Regions from separate parts of the Sus scrofa genome. Here all the other regions are linked to region 2. A link is a contact called in public HiChIP or PLAC-seq data. All regions are on one chromosome and are shown on one strand. Each heading gives the region's core, a stretch centred on a gene start, on an enhancer-like site or on the middle of the called end of the contact. The rest is flanking DNA. Distances are from core to core; before and after follow the strand shown. Region 1 overlaps CEP170 (centrosomal protein of 170 kDa). Region 2 holds the start of CEP170 (centrosomal protein of 170 kDa). Region 3 overlaps CEP170 (centrosomal protein of 170 kDa).

The links. HiChIP or PLAC-seq counts read pairs in DNA pulled down with a chosen protein or histone mark.
Region 1: a contact with region 2 is called in an H3K27ac HiChIP or PLAC-seq map of alveolar macrophages. The contact joins the enhancer-like site here to the promoter of CEP170 in region 2. A contact is called at or near these places in 13 of 47 Hi-C or Micro-C datasets (alveolar macrophages, blood, brain and 7 more) and 2 of 2 datasets of contacts at active chromatin or transcription factors (alveolar macrophages and skeletal muscle).
Region 3: an H3K27ac HiChIP or PLAC-seq map of alveolar macrophages shows a contact between it and region 2. The contact joins the enhancer-like site here to the promoter of CEP170 in region 2. A contact is called at or near these places in 10 of 47 Hi-C or Micro-C datasets (alveolar macrophages, blood, brain and 6 more) and 2 of 2 datasets of contacts at active chromatin or transcription factors (alveolar macrophages and skeletal muscle).

What each region holds. Positions count from the first base shown.
Region 1 is chr10:16,103,895-16,108,076 of Sscrofa11.1, reverse strand. It overlaps CEP170 (centrosomal protein of 170 kDa), which reads left to right. Exons shown (of 20, transcript XM_021064150.1): 11 at 3,497-3,646. Among named protein-coding and RNA genes, the nearest start is that of SDCCAG8, 85 kb to the left of the region's middle. Within about 2 kb of position 2,781, at least 3 of the 83 cell types and tissues checked have an H3K27ac peak or open chromatin away from gene starts, as enhancers often do. A contact at or near this core is called in alveolar macrophages, where this site is marked.
Region 2 is chr10:16,189,751-16,194,044 of Sscrofa11.1, reverse strand. It overlaps CEP170 (centrosomal protein of 170 kDa), which reads left to right and starts at 2,768. Exons shown (of 20, transcript XM_021064150.1): 1 at 2,768-3,178. It overlaps SDCCAG8 (serologically defined colon cancer antigen 8), which reads right to left and starts at 2,867. Exons shown (of 16, transcript XM_021064181.1): 1 at 1,998-2,867. The coding sequence starts at 2,064.
Region 3 is chr10:16,120,616-16,124,992 of Sscrofa11.1, reverse strand. It overlaps CEP170 (centrosomal protein of 170 kDa), which reads left to right. Exons shown (of 20, transcript XM_021064150.1): 8 at 1,067-1,543. Among named protein-coding and RNA genes, the nearest start is that of SDCCAG8, 68 kb to the left of the region's middle. Within about 2 kb of position 1,757, at least 8 of the 83 cell types and tissues checked have an H3K27ac peak or open chromatin away from gene starts, as enhancers often do. A contact at or near this core is called in alveolar macrophages, retroperitoneal adipose tissue and subcutaneous adipose tissue, where this site is marked.

The DNA of each region.
Region 1 (4,182 bases), core at 1,532-4,031, 86 kb after region 2:
GTTCGTTATCACTGAACCACGACGGGAACTCCACATCTTCCTGATTTCATTCCCTGATATTAGTGACTGTAATTTCTGCATGTGTGTCAAGTGATTTCCATAAGCCTTGGAAACCTCTGCTTTGATTTGAACCAGTACAGATCCTGCTGTCCTTACCCAGGAGGTCCTTGCTTATTGAGGAAAGAGGTGTTCTTGTCTCCTGAGGGTGAGACTTGAGTGCCTTTTTACTTAGACATTTTGATATGATGAGTACGAATGCAGTTCCATTCTTTAGTCGTGATTTTAAAATAAGTGCCCAGCAGCCTGTGGATAACAAGTACCATACATACCTCAGTAACAGGTCCTAAGATTGTTTCAAGTAGCCAATGAGAAATGGATGTGAAATCCCCACATGAGATGCCAGATATCACCTGCACCCATTCAAAGGAAATGCCTGAGGACACGTCCCATAATTCTACCTTCTTACCCTAAACCTAGAGGCTGTGGGAGGGATCACAGGTCACTTCTCAGTCTAGAGATGCTTCTACCCAGACCAGGGGAACTATAGGAGAGGGCACACGAGAGCCACCCCAGCCCCTAAGATCAATAAGCTGTCTGTAAACCGCCAGTCCCAGAGAGCTCAGGGGGTACAAGTTCAAAAAGAAGTTTTTCTGTTCCTACTCCTCCTTCCTCCTCCTGGGAAGAATTAGAAACTGACAGACTTGAGGAGGAGCATCCTATTTAGAGAGGAGGCATCAAGGTTGGGTGGACATCTGATCTCTCCCCCTTTCCCACTTTGGATTTGAGGGACCCTGATCGTATACTTCATCAGGGCGAGGGCTTTAATTGAGCCCTGCTCAGAGTGGGGACGAGAGATTCAGGAGGCTGGGTTGGCATCATTCATTTGAAATACCTTTGAGCCGTCTAGGAGGAGGGAGTTAACAGGTGAGCAGCTGTGCGTAGTTGGTGATTTAAGTGACGCCTCAGGGATATGTGGAATCACCTAGGGACAAAATCTAGAATGAAAAGATGAGAAAATCTAGCAAACTTGGTCTCTGCTTTGAGGAGCTCTCGAGTTCTAAGTATGATATCATATGTCAGATTTTATGTACTTTTTTTGTCTTTTTTTCCTTTTTAGGGCCGCACCTGTGGCATATGGAAGTTCCTAGGCTAGGGTTGAATCAGAACCGCAGCTGGCAGCCTAGACCACAGCCCCACAGGATCTGAGCTGCGTCTGCAACCTACACGGAAGCTCATGGCAACACAGGATCTTTAACCCACTGAGTGAGGCCAAGGATCGAACCCGCATCCTCTTGGATACTAGTTGGTTTTGTTACCGCTGAACCGCCACAGGAACTCCTAGTGTATTTTTTTAGATGTAAAAAGTGTTGCAGCTTTAAAGTATATGGATGGTACAGCTGTTCCTGTCTTCTCTGTTTTCCCATGGAAGTTGTGGATTTTTTGTACTTAGACACAGAAGTGACGACTTCAGTGTCAAGCTGAGCTAGTTGTTAACTGTCATCAATTTTTTAAACACCATCAAAAATATTGGTATGAACTTTGAAGCCTTCTTTACCCATACAGCAGCACCTCGGGTTGTCACTGGTTTGGAAAATAAGTTGTTGCCTCTCTGACAGATGTGCGTCCAGCTATCCCTGAGTCTTTCAGAGGAATCTGTAAAAAGTCACCTGAGAACTGTCTGTACAACTTCAGTCCCCTTCCCTAAGAACTTAGTTCCCTGTGTATGTCTTTGGTTTTCATTTCAAAATAGTGTCAGAGGTGATTTGGAGAGGTATAATATATTTGAAATTGCTGGTACTTAGCTATTTGAGGAAATGAAGTTTTGGAAGTCCATTTTGAGAAGGATTAGAATTAAATAGCATTACATCAGAAATTAACTGAAGTTAATTGATCAATTAACATGGAGAGATACAGCATTATAGGAAATCACATGGGGTTATTTTTATCTTTTACTCTAGATTTTTTTCCAGCAATTACACAAATGAGATAAACTTCAGTAAAGCTGGAGTTCAGTGACTTGAGTTAGAGATAATTTTAAAATTTAAGAAAATCACTAATGATTTAGTAGTTCTAATTCCTTTTTCTTACAAGTGGGGTTGAAGGCAGAGTGCATAGAAAGGTATACTTCGTGTGTTTTACTGCTATTCTTGTTAAACTTCTTAAACTTGTTAATTCTAATGTTTAGTAAAATGAAGCAGTTTTTTTTCACTTCTGTACTGTACTACCGTGTATGATTAAAATTCATATTTGATTTAAAGTTCATAATACACAATTTGTTCTTAAAGCAAGGATCATTTGAATATTGAATGGTTCAACAGAATATTAAACCGTATTTCTTGAAAACCACTTATTGTTGAATAAGTAGTAAGTAATGCCATCTAGTGGTAACATTTTGAAGTTTAGTGAATTTGAAAATCTGATACCTGCATTGCTAAATGTAGACTTCATGATTTACCAGATAGGTGATCGTGTTATTAAAAAATTTTTTAGAAAAATAGTTTAAGGTTTTTTCCTTTTGTTGTAGAAAATGAAGCCTCTTTGGTTATGTTCTAAAGATCCTTTTCTACACAAGGCTAAATCAAACACTTCCTCTTCTTCGTTGTAACAATTAGAGCCCAGCTATGCCTATAAATACAAGTATTGGAAACAAAGTAGGCTTAACAGTAAAACAGAATGTTAAACTTTATTTAATTACAACCTTTTTCCAGTCTGTTTAGCAACATCAGGGCCTACTCTGTGCCAGTAAATGAGTAAGACTCAGGCAATTGCCCTTAAAGGCAGATGACTAATTGTTGGTCTTTATGTTTAAAATATTTCAAAAGTGTTGACCATAAAACAGCCAACAACCTTCTTATTGAAAATGCTCATCTCTGTGAATAGACTCAGGAATCTGCACTTGAAACAGAGTCCTTTACGTTGGAGAATTATGTTATATTCTATGCAAAGTTTGAGGATTATGGTATATTCTATACAAAGATCATACAATAAAATCTGTTATTTAGGACCTTAGAAAATCATAGGTATAAATGCACCTCATCCGTGTAAATGTTAAGCGTTTGTTAGGGAATGAACAGATAAAATCACCCATACCTTTCAGCTTCCAACATGCTTCTCAAAAATAGCAGAGCAAAGAGACAAGCTAAAGTGGTGTGCTATTCTGTCCTAACTCTTGGCATTATTATAATGTTTACTGTTACTAACATCTTTTAACAAATCAGAGGCAATGTCCTGAATATCGCTTATTTATTATTAAATAGAACATTTGCTAAAGGTTAAGAAAGGGTAGTGATGTTTACGTAACGTGCCGCTGCCCTGCTTCCCTTTCCTGCCGTTACACCTATTGGATGCCACCCCGTCCTTAAACAGATTTCCCTCATTACGGAAATTATCTATGAAATTAATTAAAAACATTATTTGCCTCTGATGTTACTAATAATAGTCACCTATTAATCTGATGCTTAGACTGTTCATTTATAAAATAATTTTCTCTTCCTAGGTATTTGGAGTAGATGACAATCAGGATTATAATAGGCCTATTATCAATGAAAAGCATAAAGATCTGGTCAAAGATTGGGCTCTCAGTTCTGCTGCAATAGTAATGGAAGAAAGAAAACCACTGAGTACACCTGGATTTCCCAGCTCAGAGGTATGCATCGCTTCCTATTTTTTACATGCACATAGTATAAATTTGTGTCATTTGTAATTACAGCTGACCCTTGAACAGCACAAGTTTGAACCGCACAGCTCCACTTAACAGGCAGATGTTTCTTGCTAGATACACACTACAATAGTACACAACCCATGCGTGGTTGAACCCAAGGATGGGGACCCGGGGATACAGAGGGCCGACTGCAAAGTTACACATGAGTTTTTGACTGCACAGAGGGTTGGCGCCCCTGTTCCCCCCGACCCCCCTCTTTGTTCAAGGGTCCACTCTATTTAAGCAACTGATACATCCTCTTGTAAAATACTCTTAAAATTAATATTCTTTTGCCAGTGAGGGAAAATGTTAAATTTCAGTAGGCAGCTAATGAGCTATGTGCTCACTGCTCTCCTTGGCATTATGAGATAAAACAAACAAAAAAATACACTGCTTGTACTTTCTAGGAGGGTCGTGTGTTTGGAATGGAAAGATCTATCATGCCAGGATACGTGTGCAAAGTAGTGCCTGACAGGTACAAC
Region 2 (4,294 bases), core at 1,519-4,018:
GGTGTTAAAGCCGCCATAATTAAGAACTTGGGGGAGTTCCCTCTGTGGCTCGGCGGTCAACAAACCCAACTAGGATCCATGAGGATGCAGGTTCGATCCCTGGCCTCACTCAGGGGGTTAAGGATACGGCGTTGCCACCAGCTGTGGTGTAGGTCGCAGACGCTGCTCGCTCAGATCCTACATGGCTGTGGCTGCGGTGCAGGCTAGTGGCCATAGGTCCGATTCAAGCCTGGGAACTTCTTCTATATGCTGCAGATGCGGCCCTAAAAAGCAAAAAGCGGGGGGAAAAAAAAAGAGCTTGGAATTCATAGTTAGTTTCAACTTGTTTTCAGACCTAAGTACGTGAAACAATAGCTGTACTCTAAGGCCACTTTCTATAACTCCCTTAGGTGGTCACTGCTATTACTATCCCAGCGGGTTTTAATGAAGCTCCCCCATAATCAAGGTTGCTTCAGCAAGTACACAAGTGCATGTCAAGGTACCGTCCCTACTTTTTGGCCTCTGAGGAGTACCACTAAATGAAAAGGTGGAAGACCTTAGCACAAACGGGTGAAATGATTGGTTTAAGTCTTTTAAACATCTCAAAGAGATAATACAATTATTCTTAGTATCTCAAAAGCGTGATTAACTTTATAACTTTATCTCTTTTTTCTGTCCAAACCTGTTTACCATCTGAAAACACCCCTACAATCGCCTAACACTAAACCATTGTTTTGGTTCTACATTACTTCAGGCTTGACTGTTTACTTATAAAATATCCCTTTTTTAGCTGTTAAACCCTGTCTTTTGCTCATTTTACCTCAATGGTTGTAGGGAATAAAAAATGGAGTTCTACTGGCTTTTTATTACTCTGGTAAAAATAATGGTCATAAACGTTAAAACCAAGAGGTTTAAGAAATGCAAAAGAACAGAAAATAGAGTGAATGACGTCTAGGAGAATAATGAATCCTAAAAAAAAAATGTTTTAATGGCCCCACTCGTGGCAATATGGAAGTTCCCAGGCCAGGGATTGAATCGGAGCCATAGCTGCAACTTGTGCTACAGCTGTGGCAACAAGGGATCCTTAACCCACGGTGGAGGCCAGGTGGGTTAAGGATCCCTTAATGAACCTTTGCCTACACAGCAATCCGAGCCTCCACAGTCATTCTTAGCCCACTGCACCACAGTGGGACCTCTAATATTCCTTAATGAAACTTTTAAGGATTAAGGATCCAACAGAGTCATGGCAGTGGCTCAGGTGGCTGCTGAGGCATGGGTTCAATCCCTGACTGGGAACTTACACACACGTCACAGATCACAGGTGTGGCAGAAAGAAGAAAGAAAGAAGCAAGGAAGGAAGACAGAAAGAAAGGGAGAAAGAAAAAACATAGGCTTTTAAGCTTTTAAGGCAGACAAGCCTGACTGAATTAATACCAGGCTCTGCCACTAACCAGCTGGGTCGGCTTTGGCCTAATTTAACCTCCTTGCACCAGGTCCCCAGGTGTAGAAGAGGGTCACTCATAAGACTGTTGTTAAGTTTTAAGTGATTTAATGTGTGTAAATAGCCTGGGCCGCTAAATAGAAGCTGTTGTGACTAAAATAATTATTAGTGTGTTTTTTCCTTGTCCAATAAATCACATCCAACCCAGCATACTATAATTCGAATGTGTAAAAAGAGCGCATCAGAAATGTACTGGATTAAAAAGAGAGATGTAGGGGAAGTGGGCGACACTCATAGAAGCGTCCTAGAGATTTTGCGGGCGTCGGGTGAAAAAGATGCCCAAGACAAGATCAGGGAGTTGGTTCAGGTAACTATGGGAACTATGGGAATCAAGGGAAGCGATGCTGCTTAACCGTAATAACTATTTAGCCTTCCCTCAAAGATCACAGCAACATCCAGCTTCTTCCTCTGCACTCTGGCTTGGGCCGAACCAAGCCGTTAGGAAATGCACCTGGTCAGCTCCCGTCCACGAGACCCTGGTATTAAGGGGTTAGGGCAAAGGTTCGGAGCAACTCACCCCGGAGACTCCGTTGATACTGCCCCAGAATCTCCTCCAGGGTAGAGTTCTCCGAAGATTTCGCCATGCACACACTCGGAGCTCAGAGACGGGAGTTGCGTGGGGTAGTGTCCAGGGTTCTCCTCTCCGAGAATAAGAGGCCCCAGCGCCCCACAGGCGCCCACCCGCTTCCTGCCGCGGCTGTCAACCCGGAGCGCGGAATCCCAGACGCAGCCAGCCGGGCCTCTTCCCACCCACGGGCCCTTGTGGTGGACCTCGGAAATTGTAGTCCTCGTGTTCCGGGATTACTGTCTCAAGTTCCCAGGCGCCCTCCCAAACAAACTACAATTCCCAGAGGGCAACGCGCTCCAAGCTCACGCTTCAGCAGTTTGGCTGCCAGATCTGGTCGCCAAGAGACCGTTTGGAGGCTCCGCCCATTTCTGTAGCGCTGCCTGTCTTGGTCCTGCCTCCATCCCATCGTGTGTTTGGACCATCTGACAGAAAGCACTCACTGAACGCCTTGATTCTTTTAAGTTCGCTAGAATGCAGTTGACCCTTGAGGCGTCTCAAGAACGCAAATAAATTCTACACTCTTCAGCCACAACTTTTGCCAACACCGCCAAATAAATTCTCAGGAAAAAGAAGCTCTGAATCTCCCAAACAGCCTAAATTGTGAAAGCGGCTGACGCTACAAATTTTAGCACACCCAGCTGGCCACCCGACCTCAGTTTGGAGGAGTTGACGCACTGCCCGCTGGGAAATGTAGTCCTTACGGGTTGCGGTCCCAGCTAAAGCCCAGTCCTCCTCATTGTTGAAGCAGGTCTTTGGTGTACGCCTGCGCAGTCGGCAGCTGGCGAGGCCTGTGGGTGAGACCCCCCACACAACCCCTTTTCATTGTCTGTGCTTGGCGCCTGCGCAGTAGAAGTTCGCCGGGACTGGGCCGGAGCAGGGGTAGGGCCGGGCTCTTCGCCCTCTCCCCTGGCGCCTGCGCACTGGGCGGCCGCTCCTTGCCGTTACCGCTATGTGCGGAGCGTGTGTGGAATAACGTTATTGCCCAGCGGCGCGGAGGGGCCAGGAGCTCGATCGCGGCGGCGGCGGCGACGACGAAGACGACGACGACGGGGTGGGGGAGGAAGCTGGCGAGAGACTCACGGGACGCGGCGCGCCCCGCCCCCCGGTCCGGTGCCTCTCAGCAGTGAGGGGTAAGTGATGCACTCTGATGCCGTCGCCGCCGTCTTCCCACATCCTGCTCCTCCGGTTTGCAGCCGGGGCTCGGGCGCGGCCCGCGGCGGGCGGGGTGCGGGCTGGGCGGCGAGGGGCGCTTCCCGTAGGCTCCGCGCGCTGCCCCCGCCCCGGACCCGGGACCCGGCGGGGCCGCCCCTCCCCTCCCCCCCCGCGTCCCCCAGTCCTGCGGCCCGGCTTCCCCGCTTGTGTCCACGTATTGAGTCGTCTGGGCTCTCCCGGCTTTGTGCAGCCGCTCCGCCCAAGCAGTGTGCAGGGGTGCGGGCGGAGCAGTGGAGGGAATGGCTGCGCTGCCGCTGGTGAAGGGATATTTCCCGGTCCGAGCAGCTCGGTGTCGATCCTTATTGTGTGGTTGTTTTGGGGGTGTGGGGTGATTTGGGGGGTCCGGCGAGGAGCCTTTTGGACGCGGTGGGAGGGCGTAGAAGACGTGGTGTCACGCACCCCGCCAGGCGACTGCACCCGCGCAGGCTGTAGCTTGGTAGTAAACCGGGGGAGGAGAAAGTGGCTTCCTGTCGACTTCATTGTCCTGAGATTCAAATGTGGTCTTTGGTATGTGTCCCTTCATTTTATGCAAGGGAAGGAAAAATTAGCAGCTGCCTAACACAGGGCGGGAAGATGTGGGATTTGTATCCCGAGTCATAGAATCTTTGTTTTTTAGTGTGTAGCAGAGTTTTTATTTATTTGGAGAATGTAAAGCTTCTGGAAGACAAGGACAGTGCCTGTCCAAGCCTTGCCAAGGTGATCAATATAAAATTACTAGATGACGATGAAGAATGGACTAGGAAGGGCCTTGACGACGAAGCTGTTGTGTAGCAGGAAAATGAACCGGCGGAATTGTTTTTTTATTGGGTGGGTAACGCATTCGTGTTCCTAAGGGAGGAGGTTAGGAAACATCTTTCCGTTTTGTTTTTTAAGCATGCAAAACAAAAAATAGGCCTGGTACATTTCTTTTTCTGACTTTTTGAACTGATATTTTTATTCTCTTAATGAAAATTCACCCACTTGGGAGAAATGTGGTAAAGTAGGTGATACACTTGATTGAAAACGCATCTCTTAAAATGATTTGATTATTAAGC
Region 3 (4,377 bases), core at 508-3,007, 68 kb after region 2:
CCATCTTAATAAGAGACATGGTTCTTTTGCTTCCTGAAAAACAGGGCAGTTTAATCTTTAATTTTTTTTGTTTGTTTGCATTTGCACTATCTGATAACAGACTAAAAAAAATCATTTCAGTTAGCATTTTCATTTCTCTGCCTTTACATTATGGATAAAGGCACTTATTTTTATGCCTTTATATTTATCTCAGAGGCAACAGAGGAATAGTGACAGTGTTCCAGAGTTGCTTGCCTCTGCCAACTCTTCTTCTTGATCTGAGATCTGTAATTCAGCATTCACCTGGGATTTTTGACACTTAGACACATTCTCCTGTGTGGAGATGTTCATGAATTTCCTTTTGGAATTAACTGGCTAGCAACTGAATTTTCTCCTTTCACTTTGTTTCCCATGGCTGCTTGGTTTGCCGTGCTGCCAGCAGACCACATGTTTTAGCTTTACTCATTTTTTTCTTCTATATAAACTGTATCTGTCTTCTTGGATTACAATTAGTAATACAGTAGTAATGATATGTTTGTCGCTGTAATGTCTCTGAATGTGATGGTGACAAATGGTAAGTGAATCATTATGTCTAGAACATGGCTTATATATTGACATCATGTTTATTTTCTCATTTGAGGACCTGTTCTCCTTTGGAACTTTATTTGTGCTTGTAGATATTTCATATATTTCATCCTCCTTACCTGATGAGGAAATTCATATTTTTTTTTTAGTCTCTCTAGAAATGTACTTTGAGTATGCATCTCTATCTCCATTTGAGTTCAGTTCTTTTTACTTTGATAATTTCTGGATCCAAGTTGGAAAAAATATGTACCTCACCAGGCATGGTCCATCTCTTAACTGCTTCACTGTCTTTTGACATTGCTGCTGCTTATCTTGCATCTCCTATTTGTAACTGAATGCCATGTTTATAATCAAAATTATTTCTCCTCTGTGACATTTGCCATTCTTTCTCATCCAGACTTCCTTCTGATTCTCATGGAATAACACAAGTGGCCATTGCTGTATGCCCTCAAGTGCTAGAAGCTCCCAAATATTTTGAATTTTCTCTTATTTTTCTTATTAGGGTGCAGCATAGATGCCAAGCAAGTTGAGGAACAAGCTGCAGCTGCAAATGAAGAAGTACTTTTTCCTTTCTGTAGGGAACCAAGTTATTTTGAAATCCCTACAAAAGAATTTCAGCAACCATCACAAATAACAGAAAGCACTATTCATGAAATCCCAACAAAAGACACACCCAGCTCCCATACAACAGGTGCAGGGCATGCTTCCTTTACCATTGAGTTTGATGACAGTACCCCAGGGAAAGTAACTATTAGAGACCATGTGACAAAATTTGCTTCTGATCAGCGCCACAAGTCAAAGAAGTCTTCTCCTGGAACTCAAGACCTGCCGGGAATTCAAACTGGAATGATGGCACCAGAAAACAAAGTAGCTGACTGGCTAGCCCAGAACAACCCTCCTCAGATGGTGTGGGAAAGAACAGAAGAGGATTCCAAAAGTATTAAAAGTGACGTTCCGGTTTACTTGAAAAGGTTGAAAGGTAAAGTGAAATGATCATTTCAAAACTTCCTATTTTATGAAAAAGTTCATTCTTCCCAGTAACCAAACTACTATTAGGTAAATAATTATATGGTAGGAAATTTGTGCTTTTTCAAAAGTTTATATTTGATTTTAGAGCAAAGCTGTATGGCCCACATCCAACTTCCTCAATCAGAACAGTCTGCTGCTTTCACTTCCTTGCCAAAACCAGATTGGTTTTATAACTTTATATTTATGTCATTAAAGATGTTTATTTTTCCTGTGGAAATAAAAGAGTCATTCGGTTCACCAGTGGAATTCCCTAGAAGACAGTTCTCATCATTTTCTCGACTTAAGGAAAGGATACACTCAATTCTCTTCTCCATTGTTTGCTTCTCGTAAGATGGCAGGATATAAATTTTGAAAGTTTTAAGCCATTGGATAATGGCTCACACTTCTGCTTTGGCAATACCATCACATTGTTAGCAGAGCGTTGCCAACTATTCTCAGGTTACTCTTAAAACAGATTTTTTTTTTTTTTGCTTATAGATACTGGGAATTAATCGAACTAAGACTTTTTTCACTAGTAAGACTTTTATGAAAACTGCCGTTGAGTGTTTATTGGTGAAATAGTTATTAGATATGTTGTATTAGTATAACCCTTGGCCAGAGTATAACATCTTTTATACCTGTACCTCAAAGTATCAACTGATCAACTTTTTCCATTCATTTTGCCAATTAATTTAGAATTTATTGAGGACAGACTTATGCTATCTTAATTTTATTTAACAAGCTGTCTATAAGGGAAATGATTTCATGTTAATCTAACTATTCTGTTACTATACAAAAAGTTCAAGAGCTTTAAATAAATTCTCTTTGAGGTCAGAGATTATATATCACTTACCTTTTATCTTTAAAGCTTTACCTAGGACTTGAGTATGTGATAGGTACTCAGTAATTGGAATAAACTATGAATGACTTCACTATCATTGACAAGACTGACCCCATTTTAACCTGGACTTTATGCCCTGGGATTCTGATAAACTAATGAAGAAATACCTATTTCTGATTTGTTAGAAATAAGCAGTGAGTGAGATGGTATAGTTACCTAATTCTTTGTCAGGGCCTATTTCTGTATTTAATTATAATCATAAGCAATTAATTACCTGGCATATGAACTTTTGACATGGGATCAGTTTTTTTTTTCTCCTACTTGATAATAATAAATTATAATTGAGGCCTGTATGTGTACATAGATATTAAAGCTCACAAATAAAAGCTACCCATTTGTAAATTGACAATTTTTATGAATTGGATGAATAATACCGATAGCCTTGTATCATATAAAATGTAGCATGATCTTTGAAAATTTAGAAATAACATCATCTTTTTGAAACCACTCTTAATAAATGTCAAAAATGAATGTAAAAGATCCTTTTAAAAGCAACCGTTAAAAGTGCCTTGATTAGGGAGTCCCTTGGTGGCCTAGTGGGTTAAGAATCTGGTATTGTCACTGCCATAGCATGGCTTTGATCCCTGGCCTAGGACTTGCGTGCTGCAAGTGAGGCCAAAAAATGATTTTTTTAAAAAACCACCTTTCTTAAATGCTGTAATTTTAGTCATAATAACTATTTTGTTTTAGCTGTTATTTTGATTCCAAATGGAGGCATTAATGCTCACAGTGTAGCTGTACATTCGTGGTTAGATATTTTAAACCTTTACCAGAAATCATATGAATTACTGTTATCCCTCAGAGCAGATTTATAGGTACATTCTAGTATGTTGCCATTGCCGTTGCTTAGACCCCTTCTTAGGGATTTCCCTTCCGGCCAGTGTACAAACCATCCAAGAAATTGTCTTTGCGAATATAATTTATTTTATTTTATTTTATTTTTTTTGGTCTTTTGTCTTTTTGTCTTTTTGTTGTTGCTATTTCTTGGGCCGCTCCCACGGCATATGGAGGTTCCCAGGCTAGGGGTCGAATCGGAGCCTTAGCCACCGGCCTACGCCAGAGCCACAGCAACGTGGGATCCGAGCCGCGTCTGCAGCCTACACCACAGCTCACGGCAACGCCGGATTGTTAACCCACTGAGCAAGGGCAGGGACCGAACCCGCAACCTCATGGTTCCTAGTTGGATTCATTAACCACTGCGCCACGACGGGAACTCCTATAATTTATTTTTGATCCAAGATCGAGGCACTTTATTTCTTCAGACATATTTATAAAAGACTTTCCCCCAGAGTCAGAGATGCCATCATTAAAGATTTTCCACAAGTTGGGGTATCCAAAATATATATCTGGACTCAAAATATGTGTAAGTATAGCAAATCATAACAATTTCACAATAATTAGACTTTTAGCAACTGCTTAGATCGGTCGAAAACTTGTAAGTAGGCAAAGCAAAGCAAAACAGCTTTGCTCCTGCGGGAATGAGGTGCACACACTTTGGGAAAGGAGATACTGTTCATAAAGCCCAGACGCTTCAGACATTTAGGAGAGTTGTGCTTCTTTTGACCAAGTATAGCTTCTAAATGGGTATAGCTAACCTACCCTAAAAAATACTGAAAGGACTTCAACATTTTTATGTCTGATTAATGATAGACAAAGTAGAAAGCAGCTTGGTGAGAACAGTTGCTAGTGATTTTTTGTTGTTGGTTGAGTAAAAACAGAAATCACAGTTTAGCTCCGATATCTTGTGTAACGCTGAAAAATGCAAAAAAAGTATTTTTCAAGGCAGAAAATGGCTGATTTCCTTGTTTGTTTGTTTGTCTTTTTAGCATATGGAGGTTCCCAGGCTAGGGGTTGAATCAGAGCTGTAGCCACTGGACCACACCACAGCCACAGCCACACAGGAT